Linked DNA regions of Macaca mulatta: region 1 is linked to region 2. A link is a contact called in public Hi-C data. All regions are on one chromosome and are shown on one strand. Each heading gives the region's core, a stretch centred on a gene start, on an enhancer-like site or on the middle of the called end of the contact. The rest is flanking DNA. Distances are from core to core; before and after follow the strand shown.

What was found. A called contact is a pair of places that touch in the nucleus more often than the background predicts.
Region 1: a contact with region 2 is called in a Hi-C map of fetal cortical plate, with 1.8 times the contacts expected there. The contact joins the promoter of MEGF8 here to the promoter of GSK3A in region 2. A contact is called at or near these places in 4 of 14 Hi-C or Micro-C datasets (fetal cortex germinal zone, fetal cortical plate, fibroblasts and 1 more).

Annotation. Positions count from the first base shown.
Region 1 is chr19:53,382,066-53,387,064 of T2T-MMU8v2.0, reverse strand. MEGF8 (multiple EGF like domains 8) reads right to left here and starts at 3,369. Exons shown (of 40, transcript XM_015124044.3): 1 at 2,467-3,369. The coding sequence starts at 2,653. It overlaps TMEM145 (transmembrane protein 145), which reads right to left. Exons shown (of 15, transcript XM_077983009.1): 15 at 3,845-4,168. The coding sequence ends at 4,088.
Region 2 is chr19:53,296,105-53,301,304 of T2T-MMU8v2.0, reverse strand. It overlaps GSK3A (glycogen synthase kinase 3 alpha), which reads left to right and starts at 3,202. Exons shown (of 11, transcript NM_001266636.2): 1 at 3,202-3,542. The coding sequence starts at 3,260. All of the region lies in intron 1 of DEDD2 (death effector domain containing 2), which reads left to right.

The DNA of each region.
Region 1 (4,999 bases), core at 2,120-4,619, 86 kb before region 2:
GCGTGATCTCAGCTCGCTGCAACCTCCGCCTCCCGGGTTCAAGCAATTCTCCTGCCTCAGCCTCCTGAGTAGCTGGAATCACAGATGTGCGCCACCATGCTGGGCTAATTTTTGTAGTTTTAGTAGAGGGGGGGTTTCTTCATGTTGGCCAGGCTGGTCTCTAACACCTGACGTCAGGTGATCCGCCCCCCTTGGTCTCCCAAAGTGCTGGGATTACAGGTGTGAGCCATCACACCCGGCCTAGCCAGTCTGGGACTCTTTAAGGCCAGAGAGTGATTTATATCCAGCACACAGACCCCTTTGCCACACACACACACACACACACACACACACACTTCCTATTCTGTTCTCATCCCACTAGCTTAACAGGAATGGCCCCCAAGCTGGGGACAGGTAAACATGCTAACACCGAGAAACATGCCTTCATCCATAGCCCACACAGCAGCCAGAGAGATCTTCTAAAACATAAATGAGATCATGTCTCCTCCCTGCTCAAAACCCTTCCATAGCTCCCCAGAGCCCCCAGACAAAGACAAAGCTTCACAGCCTCCCAAGGGAGGCCCTGCATGATTCAGGCCCTGTCACACCTCCGGCCTTTGCCCAGAACCTCCCGTCTGGAGGCCAGTTTCTACATCCACTACTCTGTGAGGCCTTCCTGGGCTTCTGCAGGTACTGCCTTTCAACTTCTCTTCCACCCGTTTGCCCTCAGGATACAGCTCAAAATCACAAAGCCCTTCACTTGCTGGCTCCTCCCACTCTGCAGCCTCTGGCTCATTTGTTGTCTTGTATTCCAGGTTTTTGCTTTTAAGATGGAGTCTCCCTCTGCCGCCCAGACTAGAGCTTTGCGGAGCAACATCAGCTCACTGCAACCTCCAGGTTCAAGCTATTCTTGTGCCTCAGCCTCCTGAGAAGCTGGGACTACAGGCATGCGCCATCACACCCAGCTAATTTTTGTATTTTTAGTAGAGACGGGGTTTCACCACGATGACCAGGCTGGTCTGAAACTCCTGACTTCAGGTGGTCTGCTGGCCTTGGCCTCCCAAAGGGCTGGGATTACAGGCATGAGCCACCATGCTCTGCCAGTATTCTATGTTTTAACACACTGGATTTCTAGTTCTTCAGAAGCATCACTCTCCTGCTTCCCTACCTTTGCATGGCTATTCTTGCCTGGAATGCCGTTCTGCTCCCTCCTACAGATGCCTCTGATCTCAGCTATACCCCAGGTTAAATCACAAGTCTTCACAGAGAAAGAGCCAGTGAAGCAGGGTTCTGAGGCATGCATAGGAGTTTATTGGGTGGAAAAGGAAAACAAACAGCCTTGAAGTGCGTTTGTCTCTTCCACTGACTGGGAGTCCAGAAGGGTAGGGCTGGGGCCTTTTCTCCCCTCCTGACAGATTCCTATTGGTCCTTTAGGTCTCAGCTTAGACATTTCCTCCTCCAGGAAGCTTCTCTGTTCTCCCCGGCCCCAGATCAGGCACTTTCTCTGGGCTTTCTCAGGCCTGTGGGATTCCTCCATCACAGACCACTCTTGGCTCTCACTATTAGTGTGTTTGTCTCCCCGACTAGACTCCAAGACCTAAGTCACCGGGGATTGCTGGAGCTGTCTCAGTCTGGGCTATGTCCAATGGGAAACATAATGTATGGCACATGAATGACAGAAGAAAAATGCTTTTATTGAAGTACTTTACAAATAACAACAATAATCCTAATGCCATTTATAGAACAGTTACTATATGCCACACATCAGGCACGTGAAATACCCGTTTTCATTTCATTGCAACAACTCTATGAGGTGAGTACTCTTGTTATCCCATTTGTGGGGGGAAGGAAACTGAATCTCAGAGAAAGAAAGTCACGTGCTCAAAATCACAAAACTAGTAAGAAGAAGCCAGGCACAGTGGCTCACACCTACAATCCCAACACTTTAGGAGGCTGAGGTGTGAGGATCGTTTGAGCCCAGGAGTTCGGGTCTAGTCTGGGCAACATGGTGAGACTCTGTCTCTACACACTCAGTTACTTGGGAGGCTGAGGTGGGAGGATCACTTGAGCCCAGGAGGTAGAGGCTGCAGTAAGTAAACTGTGTTGGTACCATTGCACTCCAGCCTGGGTGACAGAGTGAGACCCCCACCTCAAAAAAAAAAAAAAAAAAAAAAAAAGGAAGTAGTAGTAGAACCAAATTCAAAGCCAGATGATTGGATCCAGACCCTGAGTTCTTAACAGTTACTCAGAAGACCCGGCACTGATGCTCCTGTCTTGTAATTGTAAACCTGGGTGTAGGTGCATCTCCCCCACCAGACTGGGAGGCCTTCCAGGGCAGGGCCCAGGTTGGCTGCAACCCTGGCTGTCAGGCATTTTAGAGCAAAAGGCCTGGACCAGAACCGAGCTCTGGGAATGTGGTGAGTGGATGAATGCACACATGAATGAACTAGCAGCGAATTAGTGAGTGACCCACGCGGCCCCACTCACCCTCGATGAGCCACTCGCAGTTGCCATTGACGCTGTAGTTGCCAGCACCATCCGTCACGAAGCCTGGCGCCTCCCGCAACACCTGCCGCTGCCCCTTGCAGTCCCCCGCCTGGGCCCCAGGGGACAGCGACCCCAACACGGCCAAGGCCAAAGCCAGTGCCGTGGCCAGAGCCTTGCCCAGGGCCATCGCCGCCTCCTGTACTGACTCTTAGAGCGGGAACGGGCCGTAAAAACCTGGAGAGGACCCTCTACCCGGCGTGAGGCCCTGCAATGCGACCTCTATAGGCATAACATGGCCTTGTAGACCGAGGAGGTCCTGGAGACGCAGTCCCGGCGAAGGGAACGGCCACTGCTGACAGGCTCTGGAAGCCGAGGGCTGGGCCCTATAGAGCGATGGAGGCCCTGTATATGGAGTCACTATGGACGGGGACGACCCCTAAGGACCTTGGGGGTCCCCTATAGACACGGGCCCCCATAGGGGGCCAACCCCATAAACAGTGTCCAGTATTACAGACTCGGGCTGCTGCAGGCCAAACGGACCTTATATACGGGTGAGTCCCCAGGGGGCGAAAGGCTCTACGGCCCGGCAGAAGCCTCCATAGAGGCTGCGGGCCGGGACAGACCAGGATCCGATGGTCCAGGAGAGACTCCTCCAGCCGGGGGCGGGGCGCGAGCGGGTGCCGGGGGCGGAGTCCGTCTTCAGGGGCTCGGGCCTGGACCCCATTGACGCACTCCCCTTGCTCACCCACCCGCGCCTCCCTCCCAAGCCGGATGGGCCAAATCAGAGAGACGAGGGGACGCTTGGGCCAGAGCGGCCGCGGGAAGACCCGCTGTGGGAGGGCGAGGGGCCTAGAGCCGAGGAGCCGCAGTGGGAGGCACGGCGGAGAGGAGGCGAGAAGTTGCAGAGCGGTCGGTCAGAGCGGCCCTGGGAGGACTGCGGAGCGCCCAACCCCAATCCTCCATAAAGGGAGACTTCCGGGGAAATTCCCCGCCCATTTATTCCCAACCGCATGCGCAGCAGCCTCCTCCTGGAGCGATGCTCCTGGAGACGAGAAAATTACACATGCGCAATGCTAAGATCGTAACCCAAACTCTGGGTGCCTGTGATTGAGCAAAGCACGGGCCACTGGAGGGCGCCTCTACCTCTGAGTGAGGAAAGGAAGGCAAAAATAAAGGAGTGGTGCAAGGCCCTGCTAGATGTTTGATCATCTTCAACGTTCCCAGATTCTGGAGCAACATAAAGATCAGGTTATACAGGCCTCTGCCTCCGGTTCCAAATTCCCATTTCACAGATGAACACAATGAGGCCCCGAGCCTGACATAGTTCTGGCTCAGCCCCGCCGCTGAACACCATCAAGATGTAAAAGAAGCCATGTTATAGATAAAAACGAATCTTTTTTATTTTGGCAAGAAGGGGGAAATGTCTTTCTGCCAGGGACCCGAGGGAAGGCCCCCGGAATGGAGATAGGGGCAGACGGAGCACGGATCCGAGGTCACAGATCCGAGGGAGGGTTTCAGGGTCGAGACCAGCATCGCAATATCCATCCCGGGGTCGCAGAGTCCTGGAGAGTCACAGGCAGGGTCCCGGCGGTCACCACGGGTGTTCCGGAGTCCAGCGGGGTCAGAGGTCTCGAAGGGGGCCAGGGGGCCGGAGGTCACGGAACAGCGGGAGCCCAGAATCCGGCGCCGTTCGGGGCAGGGGCTGAGGGAGGGGACGGGGAGAGCGGCTCCCGCGGGATCGTTTGGCACAGAGGGGAGGGGGGCGGGACGCAGCGTACCCAACCTGGGCGCGCGGGGTAGGAAGGGTCGGGAAGGCCCGGGATGGCCGAGCTCTCGGGCCGGGATAAAGCAGGGGTCCGGAGCCCGGTCACGGCCCATGGGGCAGGGGCGGGCAGGGGTGCTCAGACCGGGGGTGCGGTACCCCCGGCCGTGTGCATGCTGAAGTATTCGGTGAAGCCGGTGTGCGGCGCCGCCGTCTGGGGCACGAGCGGCTGGTAGGGCGGCGTCGGGCCGTCCCAGCCCGGGTCGGCCGCCTTGGGGAACCGAGCGGGAAGTGGGGGGGAGGCTGCGCCCGGCTCGGCCATGGTCACCACGCGGCCCCTCGGGGCCACCGCCGCCGCCACCGCCGTCTCCTCCACCTGCTTCCCGGCCTGGGAGGGGGGTCAGGGTCAGAGGCAGTCCCGGACCCTCGCGGGGCAGATGCGGCCCCGAAGGCCCGTCCCCCTCCCCCGGAGAACCCTTCTACCCCAGGTGTGGACGCACGTGTCAGTCAGGGAATGACTGGGTGGCGGGGCGCCTGGGCAGCGGGGCCAGGTACTCAAAAGGCGGCGTCGGGGCGCGCGGGGCGAACTCCGGCGGCGGCCGGGGAGCTGGGGGAGAGCCGCGGAAGGCGGGCGGTGGGGGCACGGCGCAGGGCGTCTGCAGGGGTGTGCGCAACAGCGCCAGTACCCAGTCAGGCAGGGTGGGCGCGGGCGCCAGGGGACGGTCGCGGCGCGGTGTTGGGGCGTGGGGTGTGCGAAAGGCAAGGGGAGGG
Region 2 (5,200 bases), core at 1,953-4,452:
AACCATCCCTCACCCCTTCACGTCGCTCAGAGATCCCCTTGGTCACCAGGAATTTCTGTCTCCCATAGACCTTTTTTTTTTCTTTCCCAAAACAGTCTCACTCTTGCTCAGGGTGGAGTACAGTGGTGCAATCTCAGCTCACTGCAACCTCAGCCACACGGGTTCAAGTGATTCTCGTGCCTCAGCTTCCCAAGTAGCTGGGATGACAGACCTGCGCCACCACACCCAGCTAATTTTTTTGTGTTTTTAGTAGAGATGGGGTTTCCTCCATGTTGGCCAGGCGGGTCTGGAACTTCTGACTGACCTCAAGTGATCCGCCACCTTGACCTCACAAAGTGCTAGGATTACAGGCGTAAGCCACCGCACCCAGCCATCCATAGAACTTCTAGCAGACACCCTAAGTCCCCTCAGGCTTCTCCACTGGTCCCCAGTAAATTATCCTCAGGTCATTAAGCTCATCAAAGACCCCTTCACCGCTCCACGGACTCCTCTTAGCCCTTCTAGACACCAGGCCTCTCTCAGACGTTTACAACCCTTCTAACATCCCTCTATGAACATTCTCACCCTCTACAAACATCCTGATAGATTTCAGACCGTCACCCTCAAACTCCCACGGACCCCAGTCCCCTCGTGGCGGTTGCCCACACGCACCAGCGCATGCCCCACGGGTTCTGGCGGTTAAGTAACCCACTCTATTCCGCCCCATGTCGCCGCCCTTTTGAGCCGTCTTGGTCCGGTTTTGGAATCCCTAGGTCAAGGGGCCTGACTCAAATTTTTACTTTTTGACTCAGAGCTGCCATCAGACGGCAGCAGGCACCGTTTGGCTAGGAAACTACAACTCCCAGAAACGCCCGCGCCGAGCTGCGCGTGGTGCAGCTGCCTGCTAAGTGAAGGGAACGGAAGTGTGTCCGCACTTTGCCTTCTGGGTAATGTAGTCTCCACAGGCTTTGGCGCTATCATCACCTGCGGTCGTGTCCGCGGGGAATTGCAGTCAGTAACAAACTGAGTGGACAGGACTTTCTTCTGATTTCAGAAAGGACAGGACAGTTAGTATAAACACAAGCTCGGATTAACATGAAGTCCAGAGACTCCATTTCCCACCATTCCAGGAGGCGGGAGGGGCTAAGAAAGCTTTCATTCTACCTCTAAGCATTTCCGGGGGAGGAAGAGACAACCACACACACAGGAACTGTTTCCCAGCGCTCTTTGGGGGCTACTCTCTTTCGGATATTAATCGATAAATAGGACGACTCACTGAGTACACAAAACCTGAGGCTACTCTTTGCAGCTGGCCTCCTTATTTTTGGCTTTCCGGGATCCTGTAATTTAGGAAGCGGAGGACGCAAAACACAGAGTGGGAGGCCCGGTGCCGTGGCTCAAGCCTGATATACCAGCACGTTGGAGGCTGAGGTAGAATCGCTTGAGCCCTGGAGTTGGAGACCAGCCTGGGCAACATGGCGAAGCCCTCCACCCTACCCCCACCCCGCAAAAGAAACCAAACCAAACCAAATTAGCAGGGCGTGATGGTGCACGCCTGTAGTCCCACCTACATGGGAGGCTTAGGTGGGGGGATTGCTTGAGCCTGGGAGTTCGAGGCTGCAGTGCCACTGCCCTCCAGCCTGGGCGACAGAGCGAGACCCTGTCTCAAATAAAGCAAAATCTGAAAACTGAATGGGGGTTCAAGACATAATTTTTTTTTTTTTTTTTTTTGAGACGTAGTCTCACTCTTGTCGCCCAGGCTGGAGTGCAGTGGCGCGATCTCGGCTCACTGCAACCTCCGCCTCCCGGGTTCAAGCGATTCTCTTGCCTCAGCCTCCTGAGTAGCTGGGATTACAGGCGCCCGCCACCACGCCCAGCTAATTTTTGTACTTTTAGTAGAGACGGGGTTTCGCCATGTTGGCCAGGCTGGTCTCGAACTCCTGACCCCAGGTGATCCGCCCGCCTCGGCCTCCAAAAGTGGTGGGATCACAGGCGTGAGCCACCGGCACCCAGCCTGAGCCACCGCGCCCGGCCCAGAAATTCTATTTCCGTCTTTTTAATGCTCCATTCAGCTTCCTGGTGCGAACCACATTGCTAGGAAAAGCTAGACTGTATCCGAAGACTAGTTAGTGTTCGGAGAAACCGCCGGGAACTTTGTTTCCCGAATTCTTTGCAGAGTTGCGGTTAGAGAGGGGACATTTTTTCTTTCTTGATCTATGGTCACCTGGAACTTAAAGGTGCTTGGCTCCATTTTCCAGCAGTCCTTGATCGACCTCGCCTCTTTCTTTAAGAAGAACCTGGGGGCGAGGAAGGAGGGGCTGAAACACTTTTAAGTCTCTCCAGGGAACTACTGCAGTCTCTAACCTTTCGCTCCACGCCCCCGATGGTGGCCATTGGACTCCGCTTCCCGACAAGCCTCCGCAAACTGGCCTCACAAAGGGTCAGGTCTGGACTATTCCCCAGCAGGCTTGGAGCTCATGGGCGATCCCGCCCCCTCAGTCAATGGGGAGGATGCCTTGAACTCCATTTCCCAGAACACACCAGGGCTCGCTGTGGCAACTGCACTGAAGCCTTGGTGTTGACTACACTTCCCGGCAGGGACTGCGGCCTAGCGTACCTGGGAAGAGAAGCGCGAAATTTACTCCATTTCCTCTCCCATCTCCGGAATTGCAGTATCCACTTGGGACTTAAGAAACCACCTGGGACTCCATTTCCCGGCGTGCTTTAAGAATCGCTTTACACCTGCAATGCGGTGAGGGCGTGGCGATGACTCCATTTCCCGGCTTGCTTCACGGCCCGAGATCCGCAGGTTCACGCGCGCCGACTCAATTTCCCAGAGCGCACCGGGCTCTGGGACGCACACACAGCCAATAAACTGAGTGAGTGGACTCTGTTTCCCAGCGTGCATCAGGCTCTCTGCTTCCCGAAATACTTCAGGGCTCCCCGTCGTACCGTCGGCAGACAGATTACCCTGGACTCCATTTCCCGACGTATAGCGCGACCCGTCATTCCCGCGGTCTACTCTGAGGCTTTTGTGGACTTCATTTCCCGGCGTGCCACGGGGCTCTCTGTGCGGGCCGAGGGCGGCGACGGCGGCGCGGACGACAGCCGGACTGCATCTCCCGGCGTGCCCCGCGGCGGGCGCTGGGCCGGAGCCGGAGCCCAAACCCGAGCGGCGCGGCCTGGAAGAGGCCAGAGCCCGGGGGAGGCGGCGGCAGCGGCGGCGGCTGGGGCAGCCCGGGGAGCCCGAGCCCCGCGGCCTGGGCCTGTGCTCGGCGCCATGAGCGGCGGCGGGCCTTCGGGAGGCGGCCCTGGGGGCTCGGGCAGGGCGCGGACCAGCTCGTTCGCGGAGCCAGGCGGCGGAGGCGGAGGCGGCGGCGGCGGCCCCGGAGGCTCGGCCTCCGGCCCAGGCGGCACCGGCGGCGGAAAGGCATCTGTCGGGGCCATGGGTGGGGGCGTCGGGGCCTCGAGCTCCGGGGGTGGACCCGGCGGCAGCGGCGGCGGAGGCAGCGGAGGCCCCGGCGCAGGCACTAGCTTCCCGCCGCCCGGGGTGAAGCTGGGCCGTGAGTACTAGCGGCGCCCGTGTAGGGTGGTGATCAGGGTTCCCAAAGCTCCTCAGACATCCATCAGGTTCTTTCATATGCTTAGGTAGGAGCCAGAGGTCACTATGCCTCCCCAAATCGGGGATCTGAGCCCTCTTCCTCCCAGGAAAAGGGGTCTTGGGGTTACCATCTCTTGGAGATCAGAATTACTCTTGGATCAGAATTACTAACACTCAAAGAAACAGGGGTTACAAGTCCCTGTTCTTTCATTATTGAGATCTTGGGTCCTTGAGCCTTAAGAACAGGTATCTGACGTTGCTACTCATTATAATATTGGATCAGAGGTCACAGTCGCTTGCAAATGGGGATTTAGGGTTATTGTCTCCTAAGAGAACAAGAATAAGACCAATCGCGAAAAAGAGGGATCTGCATTCGCTGTCCTTCAGAAGATGAGGATTTGGAGTGAATATCACTTAGAAGCAGGGCTTTGAGGTTACTGTGTTGTGTCCCCAAAGAATAAGGCCAGGCTTGCCAAACCTGGTACTCAGATCACCTTCCCTATTAAAACCAAGACCTGGCATCATTACCCACCCTAAATATTGTTGAGCTGTACCCCCAATGGTGAGAATTAATAGTTACTGCTTCTTAAAGACATTGGGAGTCAGCATATCCTTCAAATCAAGTCCATAGTCCATGTTTTAAAATACATGGCTTGGTGTGTCTCCTTTAACAAAAATGGAATGGAGCAGGGTAGGTCACAGTTTCCTATAAAATATGGATCTAAGGTTATACTTGTTCAATAATTGTTCTAAGGTATGGTGTCATTGGCTCTGAAAAAAATAGTGATGTAGGGTTATCTCCCTCTGAAAGAACATGTCACTGGCCCCTCAAAATGGATTTGGTGGCCGGGCGCGGTGGCTCACGCCTGTAATCCCAGCACTTTGGGAGGCTGAGGCAGGCGGATCACCTGAGGTTCTGTTTGAGACCAGCCTGGACAACTGGTGGAACCCTGTCTTTACTAAAAATACAAAAAATTAGCTGGGCGTGGTGGCGGGCGCCTGTAATCCCAGCTACTCGGGAGGCTGAGGCAGGAGAATCGCTTGAACCCAGCAGGCGGAGGTTGCAGTGAGGCGAGATCGTGCCACTGCACTCCAGCTGGGCAACGAGAGCGAAACTGTGTCTCAAAAAAAAGAAAAGAAAAAAAAAAAGAAAAAATGGATTTGGTTCATCAGTTACTCAAAGGGGTCACTATCCTTTAAGAATGGCACCAAGGTTTGCTACCATTTGAATAATGGGAATTGGAAATTATAGCTTTCCTTCAAAGGACTGAGGCTGGAATAGCCCCTTGATAATAAAGGTCAGGTTCATCATTCTCATAATTTGGTGCTTGTCCATTAGGGACCACCCACATACGGGGAGGAGTCTGGGTCTCTGGACCACTCAGATGAAGAGGTCAGGTCAGTGTTTTTTTCTAACCTCAAAGTACCAAAAAGTGAGGGTCAGGGCACTGGTACATACAGCAGGAGAGGACATTCATTTCTGTCACCAAGAACCAGTGAAGTTACCAGCTCTACAGGGGAGGACTTAGAGGTTAGTATCCTCTAGGCTGTGAGATAGGTTAGTGTTTTCCTGAAGTAGGAGTACCTGAGGGTTACTGCTCCCTTAAGTGGAAGAGGCCA